2 separate regions of the Zea mays genome follow, and region 2 is linked to region 1. A link is a contact called in public Hi-C data. All regions are on one chromosome and are shown on one strand. Each heading gives the region's core, a stretch centred on a gene start, on an enhancer-like site or on the middle of the called end of the contact. The rest is flanking DNA. Distances are from core to core; before and after follow the strand shown.

Region 1 (6,562 bases), core at 1,924-4,423:
GACAGTATAATCTATAATGCAAACACCATATTTTATACGTTCTTATGCGGACAACCCAAACAACCATCTAAACACAATACATAAACACAAAAAAGTTACTATTAGTCAAATACCCCCTCTGTCCGATTTAAAATTCGTTTTACTATTATATTCATACAATAATTAATTAATATATATGTTTTGTATATATGTCTAAATTTATCATTATTTATTTGAATATAAACATGAAACATAAGTTTATCATCTTTACGACTAGTGATGATGATCCATGCGGTTGACTTGACAAAGACTGTCGGCTCAAAAATCCCTCCAACCAAAACGAAACGGCGGCTCCTGCGACACCTCGCCGCAGGTCGTCCGGGGAGACGAGACGGCGTAGGATCCGGGATTTATTAACGCGAAGGTCGGTGCCTCGGTGGCCGTGATTTGGGTTCGCTTTCCCTCCCCGTTCCGTCGCGCACACACCTCCCAAAGCCACGGCGCAGACAAGTCCGTCTGCTCCGTGAACCGTCCAGTACGTGGCAGCTCGTGGATGCTAGCTTTTTTTTCTTCCTCCTAGTAGTACAATTTATATTTCTAGACTATCTGTTCTATTTTAACATCTGTTATTGTACAAACCAAGCAACCTTTCATTGCAAACAAGTCAACCATGGACTGTGCCACCAGACCTACCCACTGGCCACTGCTATGCTACGGCTGCCTTGTGAGTAGGAGTGGTAATGGATCGTGATCCAAATAGTTCTTCGTAAAATGTCAAAGCCTTAAATAAATTATAGTTCAAAAATGACTATAAATAGAGTCTGATCCTAACCCGCTTCGATACTTAAATCTTATAGTGCAAAATTTATAGCCCATTGTCAGCCCTACTTGTGAGAAAAGATCTTTTTTTTTTCTTCTCGTGCTGTATGCTTGGATTTGTCGCTGCCTTCTCCACGAACCCTGCCGCTGTCGATAATGTCATGCTTAGATTAGGGTTGTCTTCGATGGGATTAGGCCGGCGGCGTAGGACTCATCATCACCCACCGTTTGTCTGCTCCCGCGAGTCACCAGCAGCAGGTGCAGAGGCAAGAGGAGCAACGCAAACACAACATCGCCAGCATCTCCTGAACATTATTTTCGGCATGCATGCATGACCCATCCCATTCCTCCTCGCTTTCTTCTTTTCGGCATCCATGATCCATCCCATGCTGGCATGCTGCCACTGGCTTTGCGCGAAGCCCTGAAACCTGAATCCTGGTGCTGCTGGTTTGTTCAGACAGAGAAATGTTTCATGCGACATTCAGATTCAGGCCGGCACGATGGCAAGCACAAGCAATGGAATTCCTTCTTATATATATAATATGCATCTTGATGACCATATAGCAGTAATGGATGTAACAGCAGTGGCAGCATCACCAGCAACAGCACCTCTTCTGGCGCCTAGAGGAGGAAGGAGACAGACCAGAGGTGCTCTGGCTCTAATCGTGGCTGCTGTCTGTCGCTGCCTACTCGTACTCCGCGCTGTGGAGGTCCGTCATGGAGAAGGACCTCGGGGACCGAAACGACCCGGCCCTCGCCATCTGGCCGGCGGTGGCGTGCGCGCTCAGCCGCGGGGACGGGAACGTGGGCGGCCTCCTGCCCCTGAGCCCGCCGCGCCCGTGCTGGCCCTCGTCCTCGTCCTCGTCGTCCGCGCCCTCCTCGTCGTCCTCCTCCACCACCGCGTGGTCCGGGGCCAGCAGCGGCGGCAGGTACGCGGTGGCCAGCGCGCTGCACGACGCCCGCCGCCGCGACCACGCCCGCAGCACGCGCCGCCGCTTGTTGAACGGGTTCTCCGGCTTCGCGATCTCCTTGGCGGCCGCCGTCGCAGCCGCCTCCGCCAGGCTCGTGAACGACTTGGACTTGCCCGCGTAGAAGTTGGACAGGCCCCGCCTACGAATTCGTTCCTCGGTTAGTTCGGTGTTCAAGGATTATATATTATTACTATTCTCATTATAGGGCAAGAAAGAGAGGATCAGCAGGGAAATGCATTGCTGCTGTCAAAACCACGACTGCTGCTAAGGATGGGAAGAAAAAACACTTCTCTTCTTTTCTATGTACACATCTCTTGTCATTGCTAGCTACTCTACTCGGATCTAAACCAGCCTCTTACAATTTCGCTACAAGAACATTATTTTTCGCAGCAAAAAAATCGGATTTTTATCCATAAAACATGTTGTCTCCAGCAGCGGTCGGTTTTGCAGGAGCAATTTCTAGCGGCATAGTAGAAGAAACAACACCAAGCAGTAGCAGCAGTTACTAATACTAGCGGTAGATCAGATCAGGAAGAGAAAGGGGATTAGCAGAGAAGCAAGCAGCTTACTTGGTGGGCAGGGCATCGTCCAAGGACTGGAGCGTGGCCAGCCCCATCATGCCGAGCCCCTGCGCCTTGCCTTCCACCTCCTCCTCCTCCCCGTCGCTGCCCTCCTTGTCGGACGCGGAGTTCTCGCCGATGGAGGAGCTGTCGGACGACGCCGCGCCGATCGACGAGGCCTCCGACAGCGCCTCTTCCTCCCTCCCCGCCGCCGCCGCCTCACCGCCACGCTCTTCCTCTTCCTTCTCACGTTCTTGGACCAAGTACCCGTTGGCGTCCCTCATCCTGTCCGCGTCCTCCGGATCCGGCTTCCCGCTCCCCGACTGCCGGAAGCCGCCGTGCGCCGGCCGCGCCACCGCCGTGGACATGCCCGCGACCAACCAACCTACCTACCTACCTAACAACCGAACCTACCAACCGACCGATCAGCGAATCCGGCCCGGCAGAGCCTCCGCCGCGGCGCACCTCGGGCCCCGGCGCCCGGATCGACCGGCCGGCGCGCAGGAGGAGAGCCGCGGAGCGATTGAGCGAAGGCGAGAAATCCCGGCGCGCGCGAGCGAGATGGGTGGGTGGGTCAGTGGGTGGGTGGGCGGAGAGGCAGGGAGGGGGAGGAGACGGGCGGGGAAGGGAAAGGGGCGAGGGGGACAGGATAAGGAGCTGGACCCTGCCACGCAGTGGAATTGTATTGTATAGTCGGACGGAGAGAGAGAGAGAAGGAGACGACCGACCGGCGGCGAGCGAGGTGTGCAGTGCAGTGCACCTGGTGGGGGTGGATGAGGTAGCCGGTCTCGTCTCTGTCGCTCGCTGCCGCGTGGGCCCGCCGGTCCCGCGAGCCGCGCTACGTAGGCTCGGATCAGGGAGAGAGCAAACCCCCACCGTCAGTATCTTTTCCCCGTACGGTATACGCACACGGTACCTGCGCCACATGCTCGGCCACACGCAGGTAAGGTTGGACCAGCACACTCGGGCGCACGACATCGACACGTCACTTTACTTAGGCATACGATGTACGTACAGCACAGCACAGCACAGCGCAGGCTGGACCACACGCTCCGTACGTACGTATGTGCAGTGTACGCGCGTGCGTGACGTGGCTGGTGCTCCTCTGTCTATTTTGTTTGTCAGGCGTTACGACAGAGCCGGGGAAGAGGATTAGCGCGAGCTGGAGCGATCGCTCTCAGGATTTTCTCGTGGGGTTCGGTGGAAGACGATATGGACGGCGCGTGAACGAGCGAGGTGTTCCGCGCCAGGTTCGGTTAACGCGCTGTCAGGAGGAGGAGGAGGTAAAAAACAATGGTGTCTGTCTGTCGATGCAGGGCTCGGTTGATGGAGAAGTACTTCTCGCACACCGTCCGGGGATTTGAGAAGATCCCGCCGCGTGTGTAGGGCCCACTAGCCCAGTAAGGGCTTGTTCGTTTTGGAGTGGACTGAGGGGATCCACTCCAAAACGAACAAGCCCTAAAAGGACCACGAAAAGATCAGTTTCGGATAGTCCCAAGGCACGAGTCTAAAGTGGGTTGGGCGAAAGAGGAAGCCACTCGAGTGGATTCTGCTCCTGACCCGTCGTAAGTGACTAGTCACGTTTACTGTGTCGGACACCGATTTACAAGTCGATCCACCTTTCACTTATGACCTACGAGTCCTAGTGTTCCGGTCCACTCAACCTATCAACCCTAGGATTGAGCGCACTGGCCATCTGTAGGGCCTGCAACACGACGAGCCGCGTCGAGACCCAGGCTACGGAGGCCAGAGATCGACGTGTGTCGGTGTTTCGAATCTCGTTCCGACAAATAAATTTATTCTGCGCGTTTCGGGAGGGTGTGCGTGGTAGGCACAAGATTTATACTAGTTCGGGCAGAACCTCCCTACTTCCAGTCACCGGTGGCTTGCACTACCGAGCTCATTAATGATCAAAACCCGTAGTAGGGGTTACAAGCGGGCGAGAGATGGAGGAGACGCTCCCAAGTCTCTTTTTTTGGGTGGAAGTGGAGCTTAGAAGCTACAAGGTGGAGTCCTAGTTAAGTCTTGGCTCGGCGGCAGGGCTCCGACATTCTGGCCCTCGTCGACACTCCTCCTGTTCGTCCTTGTGGGTGCTTCGTCTGAAGGCGTCCAGAGTCGCCCGGTTGTCTTATGAAGCGTCCAAAAGAACTCTCCCAACCCCTCCCTTTTATAGGCCAGAAGAGAGGTCGACCAGCGGTGTCTTCCTTGGGATGGAGCTGTAAGGCAAGGGTAAAACTAGCGTTCTACCTAGGGTGAAGCCATGCGTACTCATGGAGCCTGGGGCTGCCTAGCTGTCTCGTATTTACCGCGGAGGATGGCTTGGGGCTGCGATGGTCCCAAGCGCCATCATTTTGACTATGCCCACCCTGGCCTTCGTAGCCTAGGGTTCGACGCGGTCTGTCGTCTAGTGCCTAGCTAAAGGTCCGCACACTCAGACCTAGTCCGATAGGCCATGAGTGCGCCGTAGGCCGAGGGGCACGCGGGATATTTGAAAGTTGCCTAGATGGGGTGGATAGTGAAAGGGAAATGTGCCCTTGGCCCATTTCTAAGTATTTTGGTGATTAAGTGTCAACACAAGTGCTTAGATGTGAACCAATGCCCATGAATGAACAAAGTGCAAATCTACAACAAAGGTATGTTTCTAAGTCTTAGTACATTGGTTTTGTGTACTAATATATTTGTCTAAGTGTTAGAAACAGATAGAAGAAGATAAGAGAAGACTTGGCTGTGTACAGCCAAGGGGCTGTTTCGGTCTGGGGCACCGGACTGTCCGGTGGTGCACCGGACAGTGTCCGGTGCGCCAGGCTCCCTCGGCCGAAGAGCTCGCTCTCGGGAATTTGCTGACGGCGTACGGCTAAAATTCACCGGACGGTCCGGTGTGCACCGGACTGTCCGGTGAGCCAACGGTCGGCCGGGCCAACGGTTGGCCGCGCGATCGGCGCGCCACACGTGGCCGAGCCAACGGTCGGAAAGATACACCGGACTGTCCGGTGAGCCAACGGTCGGCCGGGCCAACGGTTGGCCGCGCGATCGGCGCGCGACACGTGGCCGAGCCAACGGTCGGAAAGATACACCGGACTGTCCGGTGTGCACCGGACATGTCCGGTGCGCCAACTGTGCGCAGATCTGCATCAGAAAGCAACGGTCGGATGAGCTTTTTATGGAAAGGAATCGGGCACCGGACAGTGTCCGGTGTGCACCGGACTGTCCGGTGCGCCCGACGACAGAAGGCAAGGATAGCCTTCCAGATGTGTTCTCAACGGCTCCTAGCTGCCTTGGGGCTATAAAAGGGACCCCTAGGCGCATGGAGGAGGACACCAAGCATTCCTTGAGCACTCTTGATCACTCACACATCAATCTTGCACACTTGTTCGATATTCTAGTGATTTGAGCTCCGTTCTAGTGTGCTAGTCTTTTGAGCTCAAGTCTGGGTCTTGTGTGTGCGTATTCGTTGTGATCTTTGTGTTGTGTGTGAGTTGCTAATCCCTCCCTTGCTCCGTGATTCTCTGTGAACATCTTTTGTAAGGGCGAGAGGCTCCAAGTTGTGGAGATTCCTCGCAAACGGGATTGAGAAAAGAAAAGCAAGAACACCGTGGTATTCAAGTTGATCATTGGATCACTTGAGAGGAGTTGAGTGCAACTCTCGTCCGTTGGGACGCCACAACGTGGAGTAGGCAAGTTTTTGTACTTGGCCGAACCACGGGATAACCACCGTGTCATCTCTGTGATTGATTTCTTGTGGTTATTGTGTTTTGACTCCTCTCTAGCCACTTGGCCATACTTGTGCTAACCCTTAACAAGTTTTTGTGGCTTAAGTTTTGAAGTTTTACAGGATCACCTATTCACCCCCCCTCTAGGTGCTCTCAATTGGTATCAAAGCCGTTCTCTTCAAGAAAGGGACTAGCCGCCCGAAGAGATGGATCCTAAGGGGAAGGGAATCGTGATCAACGATAAGGAGAAGGAGTCCTTCGTCAATGAGCTCAAAGATGACAAGCCTACCGACTCCGGCTCGGGTCATAGACGAAAGGAAGGGAAGAAGAAGAAGACGAGGCGCATCAAGGAGATCGTCTACTACGACGACAGTGATGAGTCTACTTCTTCCCAAAAGGACGACGACCACAACGACTACGAGCAAAGGAAACCGGTTAATTCTAACTTTTCCTTTGACTACTCTCGTATTCCGCAAAGCTCAAATTCACATTTGCTTTCCATTCCACTCGGCAAGCCCCCACA
Region 2 (6,562 bases), core at 2,423-4,922, 750 kb after region 1:
TGCTGGCTCCCCCTTTGACTCTGGAGACTGAAACCCTCCCATGCTTCCAGCCTTCCACCCACCAACAGAAGGTGACCGGCCGCACGAATGCTAGATTGCTAGTGCGGTTGAGGTGGACAGAAGCAGAGCCAGAGCCAGCCAAGTGCAGGCAGCGAAACAGAGACTTTCCAACTCCCCACTGATGAATGATGATGGGTCGTCATGCTCTCACGCACGCACCCAGAACAAAAGATTCAGCGATAAGCAGTATTGACAAGCAATGAAGCAGCGTAGGTTCGAAGCTTGGACATAACCCATATTCAAACTACACTTTATAAATAATGTAATATAAAATATAAAATAGTGTAAAACAATATTTTGGGTGACTGAACTGCTGAGAGATGGATATAGAATAGGACTAGGAGATACTGATGCGCAGTTAGGTTTCTGGTACACTGAACTGAACAGTGCAGGGCTCCATCCCAAGCCCCGCGACAATTTTATCATTTGGTGTGAGCCGGTCGGTAGTAGCTGGGGTTTGGCCAGGCGTTTAGGTTGCGTATCCACCGCCGGCGAAAAGCTTTGGAATTTTGGGGAAGCTTCGAGCTGGCAGGACGGGAGATCACAAGGATCGTCAAGTGTCGCAGCAAGCTAGCAGAAATGAACCGCATGTTGTGGTTAGAGTTTTTGCTGGTGTTCTTATCTCTCTATATATCTTGTACCGTGTCTCTCGTGCGCCGCCTCCTCTTTCCACCACCAGAGGAAAAAAGTGGCGCTCTACATCCAGCGCCACAAGCTTTTTTTTTTCTCCAGTTCCCACTGTCGAAGCGAACCAAGCCAAGTGAGCCACACGCTATACTCCTCTCGGATCACTCTCATGTGTGGATGGATTCGCGTGGACGCATGAGCCGAACGCCTTGGCAAAGGTGGACTGGTGGGTCGCGCGGCGACGTCGACACTTGGCGTTGTGTTGTGTGGGGCTTCCACTACGTGTACCGTCCCGTTCCCATCCCAGCTTCACCAACCAACCAGCTACAGCTACTGACCGAGCACACCTCACCAGCCTTTTTTTTCTCCTCTTTGCGAGATGGAGCAGCAGCCAAAATAGCATGATCCCAGAACGCAAGTGCATGATCAGATCAGCATTCACGAACGAACAGAAACAAAAAGGCAACAGCCAAAGACCAATGCCGCCGGCCGGTATCACACTCACTCATCTCCAGTATACGAACGTGCAGTATACACACACACACAGAGACACCTACCATACAATGAAGATACACACACTAGCTAGCTAACCCAACCCATCGTAAGGCCTACTACTCTGAAGATCAGATCAGATCAGATAGATATATAGTGAGACGCCCCCGACGACGACGACGATGAGGTATATATATATATATTACATAGACAGCGGCAAGCGGCCGGCGTTGGAGGTCTTTTCCTCCTGCTTCCGGCGCCGCAGCACGACGCCCCACGTGACGGCCTCCAGCGCCACGGCGACGGCGGCCAGCACGGAGACGGCGGCGACGTAGCCCGTCCTCCACCTCCGCTCCACGTCCAGGATGGCCATGCCCTTGAAGACGTTGACGACGCCCAGCACGATCACCGTGTACCCCACCGAGTGGTGGTACGCGTTCCAGTACACCCGGTACTTGTGCTCCTTCTTCGGCCTCAAGAACAGCGCAAAGACCTACTAGCAGCCAAAAGCAAAGCAGAGCAGAGCAAAGCCAAAGCCATGAGAAGGAAGGATGGGTCATGGGTGTGTGCTGCGCCTGCGCTGCGCTGTGAAGTGTGGAGTCAGTTACCTGCAGAGTGCCGAGGGCGAAGACCGTGATCCCGATGTTCCGGTGGAGCGAGTAGGTGATCCCCTTGGACAGGTTCCCGAGGTGGATGCCGGTGGCCCAGCCGGACACCCCGACGCCGTACCCGGCCAGCTGGCACGCCACGTGGAGGTAGAACCAGGCCGGGTCGGCGGACCTGAACGTCTTGAGGTACCGAGCGAAGGTGGCGCCCATGGGCAGCAGGAGGCCCCAGCTCACGGCGTTCAGGATCCCGTGCGTCTGCGTGCCGGATCAGAACGGTTTCAGTTAATCAGTTCGATCTACTACTGGACAGTATAGTAATAGCAGTGCGTCGAAATCCGTAGTGTACGTACGTACGGGTGAGGAAGACAGGAGCCTGATGTACTGTCAGTCTGTCACACGGTCAGCAAACGCTGCCTGCCGTACGGACTAGGACTAAGGGGGTGTTTGGTTGCCCCTGCTAAAGTTTAGCCCGGGTCACATCAAGCGTTTGACTTTCAAATAAGAGTATGAAATATAGACCCAACCAACTGGACTAGATTCGTCTCGTCTTTTAATCTTCGGCTGAGAAATTAGTTTTATAATCCGACTACATTTAATACCCGAAACGGAGGTTCAAACATTCGATGTGACGGGGGCTAAATTTTAGTTTGGGGTAACCAAACACCCCCTAATACGGTTTTGATTTCAGTCGGGGACTATCGTAGAACAACATGACTTCACGCATTTTCCAATCCTGGAAATTTTAAATCGGTCCCTACATCGACATGCGACAAACTTAAATTTGTGTGGCTTGTTTTTTTTCAGATAAAGGAATTATCTCTTTTTTTTCAGTTGCAGTAACGCTTCATGTGAAGGTGCCTCATGTGAATACAGTAACGCTTCATGTGGATACAGAAGAGCTCCTTTGCTAAAAAGGTTATTCTTTTTTTATTATTAAAAAAAGGTGAAAATTGGGTCAGGGATCGAACACTAGTAGAGCTGTGCTGTGAATGGGATCAAATTGTCTCTAAAATTTTGCACCGGGGCGTGATAAGCAAAGAAACGAACGGATGGTTTAGCACGAACAGACAAAAGGGGGGGAACGGAGCCGGAGCGACTCACATTTTTCTTCCTGAGGATACTGCCCCCACCGCTGGCGGCGGCGGTGGCGCCGGTGAGGAGGTTCAGCGTGCCCTTGGCGTTCATGTTGTCGCCTTTCATTTCGTGTATCTGGATCCCGCCGGAGTAGGGCCCCACCTGCCACACCTGGTTGACCTCGGCGCCGCCCGTGCCGTTCGGGAGCTTGAGCGTGCCGAAGATCCGGACGCGGCCGTCGCCGCCGAGCTCGGCGGCGAGGTCGGACGTCGGGTAGGCGAGGGGGGCCCCCGGGGAGCCGAGCGAGGTGCCGGAGATGCTGTAGGTCTGCACCTCGTACGCGCCGCCGCCGCCGCCGCCGCCGCTGGGGACGGCCACCAGCGCCTGCGTGCCGTCCATGCTCTGGCCCTTGGGGTTCAGGCCCCAGGCGACCCACCCGCCGGCGGACGGCGGGGCCGCCAGGAACGCCACCGACAGGGACGACGCCGCGGCGTCGTAGGACCAGTGCAGCGACGCGCCGAGGCGGGGCAGGTCGGCGCACGTCTGGAACACGCGGTTGCTGGACAATTTCTCCGCCGCGCAGGCACCGGCGCCGGCGCCCGCCGCGCGCGCGGGCGCGTACGCCGCCGCCACCGTGGCGGCGAGGACGGCCAGGAGGAGCCGCGGGAAGGACATGGCCGCGGCCGCGCGCGGGGGCAGTCTTGCGGGTGGGGCAGGAACTGTAGCCTCCGAGCCCAAGGAGGGGAAACGAGAAACTCAGGAAAAAGAGAAGGGTTGCGGATTTTTGGGTCCGTAGTTGGAGCTCAGATTCTGCAGTGGGCAGTGGGCGCGGTTAATAAGGAGGAGGACACGAGGCCGGAGAGGACGGTGGACAGGTGGATGCCTGCGATTGGTCACCGCGCCCGTTTACATGAATCCATTCATGGAACGGAGAAGTATTTTGTGCTACACAACACAAATCTTCCGTGCGTAAGTTAATGATGCTGACGATCTTTCAGTTACTGAGAGGGGAAAAGTGAAGTCAAAAAAATGTCAGTATGTATTACTTATATTTATTTGTGCTCCACTCTCCCAGTCTGCAAAAATGAGCGCGGGGCACAACTGTTTATTTTCAATATAGAATAAATATTATAAATATTGTGAATATAGAAACCGTACGAATACTTCATACGCACAAAAACTGATTAGTCACATTCGAAATGACTATATGAGCACGAATGCTTTTTTTTACAAAGAGACAAAGCCCTCTATTTTATTATAAAATACTCCCTCCATTCATAAATATATGGCATCGTTAACTTTTAAAAAAACTTTGACAACTTGTCTTATTCAAAAAAAATGAGTTGTCATTTTTTATGATTTGTTTTTATGGTAGTTTGTGGTTGACTTAAAATTTTACATTTTTGAATAAGACAAGACAACGGTATCATAAATTTGTGAATGGTGGTAGTAGGATCCAAAGTTCATCAAGTGATACAAATGATCCATCATGACCGGCACATTGGCCTAGCCCATCTAGATGGAGCACTTTCAGGAAAAAGGATAAGCAGACCACAACAGGAACCACAAACGCAGATACAAACATATTATTAAGCTTCCCCTCGTGAGGCGATACAAGGGACATCTCAAACTATTGCAAACATCAACTAGCAACTCCAGAACAAAGGCTTTGTCATACAAAGCTCCCAGCAGTTCGTCTATCCAACGGCTCCCATCTAAAAGCACGCTTCAAAGCTTCATCTGTCGTCCTTCTGATGCACCATCTTTCTTTTATTTTGGAGGGAGAAGCTTTCAACTTAGGTTCTGTTAGCAGGCAACCTAATTTTTATTTTTTTTAGCTAGGAGAAATCAGCTTCTTAGTTTTTAAGAAACTGAGAATTGAATTCCTATAAATTGAGGTATAAGGCTGGGCACAGTCGCGAGCTGTAAAAGATACGCTATACACATGCAGTCACACATGCAGTAAGAAAAGGGTGCAACAGCGGACGCTATCACCTGCGCTATTTTGCAGTCACACATCCAGAACTCTGCAGGTAGAGCTGTACGGGCATCAACGCTATAGCAATAAAATAAACCGGACGGAGGTAGAGCTGTACGGGCATCAACTCTGCAGGTAGAGCTACAGGCAGAGAGCAGCAGCATGGGTACGGTGTGTTGGTATAGAGTTGAGATATAGAGTAAACATGACTGTAGAAGATTGTGGTATAGAGTAGATAATCTTGCTGACGGGGATAGAATATTCCTTTTAGAGTAGAAATTTAGAGTAGTATGAATGCGGATAGCCTAAATCGGTATGTTTGAAACTATCTTAATTTCATAAATCAGTTTCTTAAAAACTAGGTGCTTACAATCAGAACCTTAATAACTTGTGTTGACTTTTTTTTGAAATCCTTTCGGACTAAAACGAGTGACCAACATAAAGGTTGCATAACATTCGTGCCAGACTCCGCACGTTAGCCAGGTCAGTGCTTACGCATTGCTGTTACTGCTGCTGCCCGTCGGGTCGGGTCAGCGCTGGGCTGCCACCAAGGGCATTGTAGCCGAAGCACTGGCCAGTCGCCGAATCTGAGGTTGAGCACGTGAATTGCCAAACTGATGAAGAAGGACTGAAGGAGGTGCGGAGGAGCGCTGTGGACCCTGGAGCGGGTTGGCCACGGCGGTCAGTCCGCCTCGCCAAGACGAAGATCTTCATGCAGAGACTCGGCTGCGGGCTGCGCCAGCCACAGACTCTCCGGTCACCCTCGTGTTTGTCTGTCGTGCGAGTCTGTCTGTCTGTCTGTCTCGTCCTCCCGGTCCGTCGCAGGCCTGGTTTTTAGGGCTGGAAATAGATGTCTGGAAATTCAAATTATCCGTATTCGTATTTGCTAAAACTGCTAATATGGATATCCGTATCCGTATTCGATTTTAATATGGATGTCAAATGGATATATTTGATTTCGATTTATAGTACTTTTCTTTATCCGATTTCATATTCGTATTCGAAAAAACCATGAAACATTCGATGTTATCCGTATTCGTGAAAAAAATGTTCCATGAAACCATTTAAAACTTAACTTTATCACTAATTACTAATTAAAAATGATTTTAAGTTTAATAATATACTAAAAATGATATATATCATTTAAAATATTAAAAAAATATTTATATGATAAATAAATATATCATATATTTCTAGTGATATTCAATAATAAAATTTAATAGGTTTCATAAACATTCAATTATAACTCTCCACTTTATCTATATAGTGAACACATCTCAACGAAGTTCCATAAACATTCAACTATAACTCTCCACTTTACAATAAAGATATAAATTTCTTCATGTTTTCATTAAAGTTTTGTTACACACATTTATATAAGACATTCATTCATTTTAGAACGAAAAAGTTGTTTTTCTTGGTACATTTACTATTTTATATCAATTTTAGTTTACTTGTATTTGTATAAATGTCACTTACTAAATATCACGTGTTGTTGTTTACCTTTTGTTACACGATTCAATAGTTTAAAAATATTATTTATATAGTTTTATTGACTTAGATATAGAGTATCATGAGAAATCTATTTTTTTTAAGTTTGTTTTGACTATCTATAAACTTGTACTTAAATAAAAATTCACATATACATATGTTAAATTTTAGAGTATGCTATTTGAGTTGAATTGAGTAAATATTCGAATAAGAATTCATATTCGACTATCCG

Evidence for each region. Hi-C and Micro-C count contacts between places; a contact is called where the count stands out from the background.
Region 2: a contact with region 1 is called in a Hi-C map of bundle sheath, with 2.2 times the contacts expected there. The contact joins the promoter of LOC103653190 here to the promoter of LOC103653181 in region 1. A contact is called at or near these places in 3 of 25 Hi-C or Micro-C datasets (bundle sheath, endosperm and leaf mesophyll).

Annotation. Positions count from the first base shown.
Region 1 is chr4:44,214,500-44,221,061 of Zm-B73-REFERENCE-NAM-5.0, forward strand. It overlaps LOC103653181 (oligopeptide transporter-like protein), which reads right to left and starts at 3,174. Exons shown (of 2, transcript XM_008680143.4): 1 at 2,339-3,174; 2 at 1,285-1,908. The coding sequence starts at 2,697. The coding sequence ends at 1,485.
Region 2 is chr4:44,961,983-44,968,544 of Zm-B73-REFERENCE-NAM-5.0, forward strand. It overlaps LOC103653190 (cytochrome b561 and DOMON domain-containing protein At5g47530), which reads right to left and starts at 3,673. Exons shown (of 3, transcript XM_008680150.4): 1 at 2,889-3,673; 2 at 1,788-2,042; 3 at 1,098-1,672. The coding sequence starts at 3,536. The coding sequence ends at 1,382.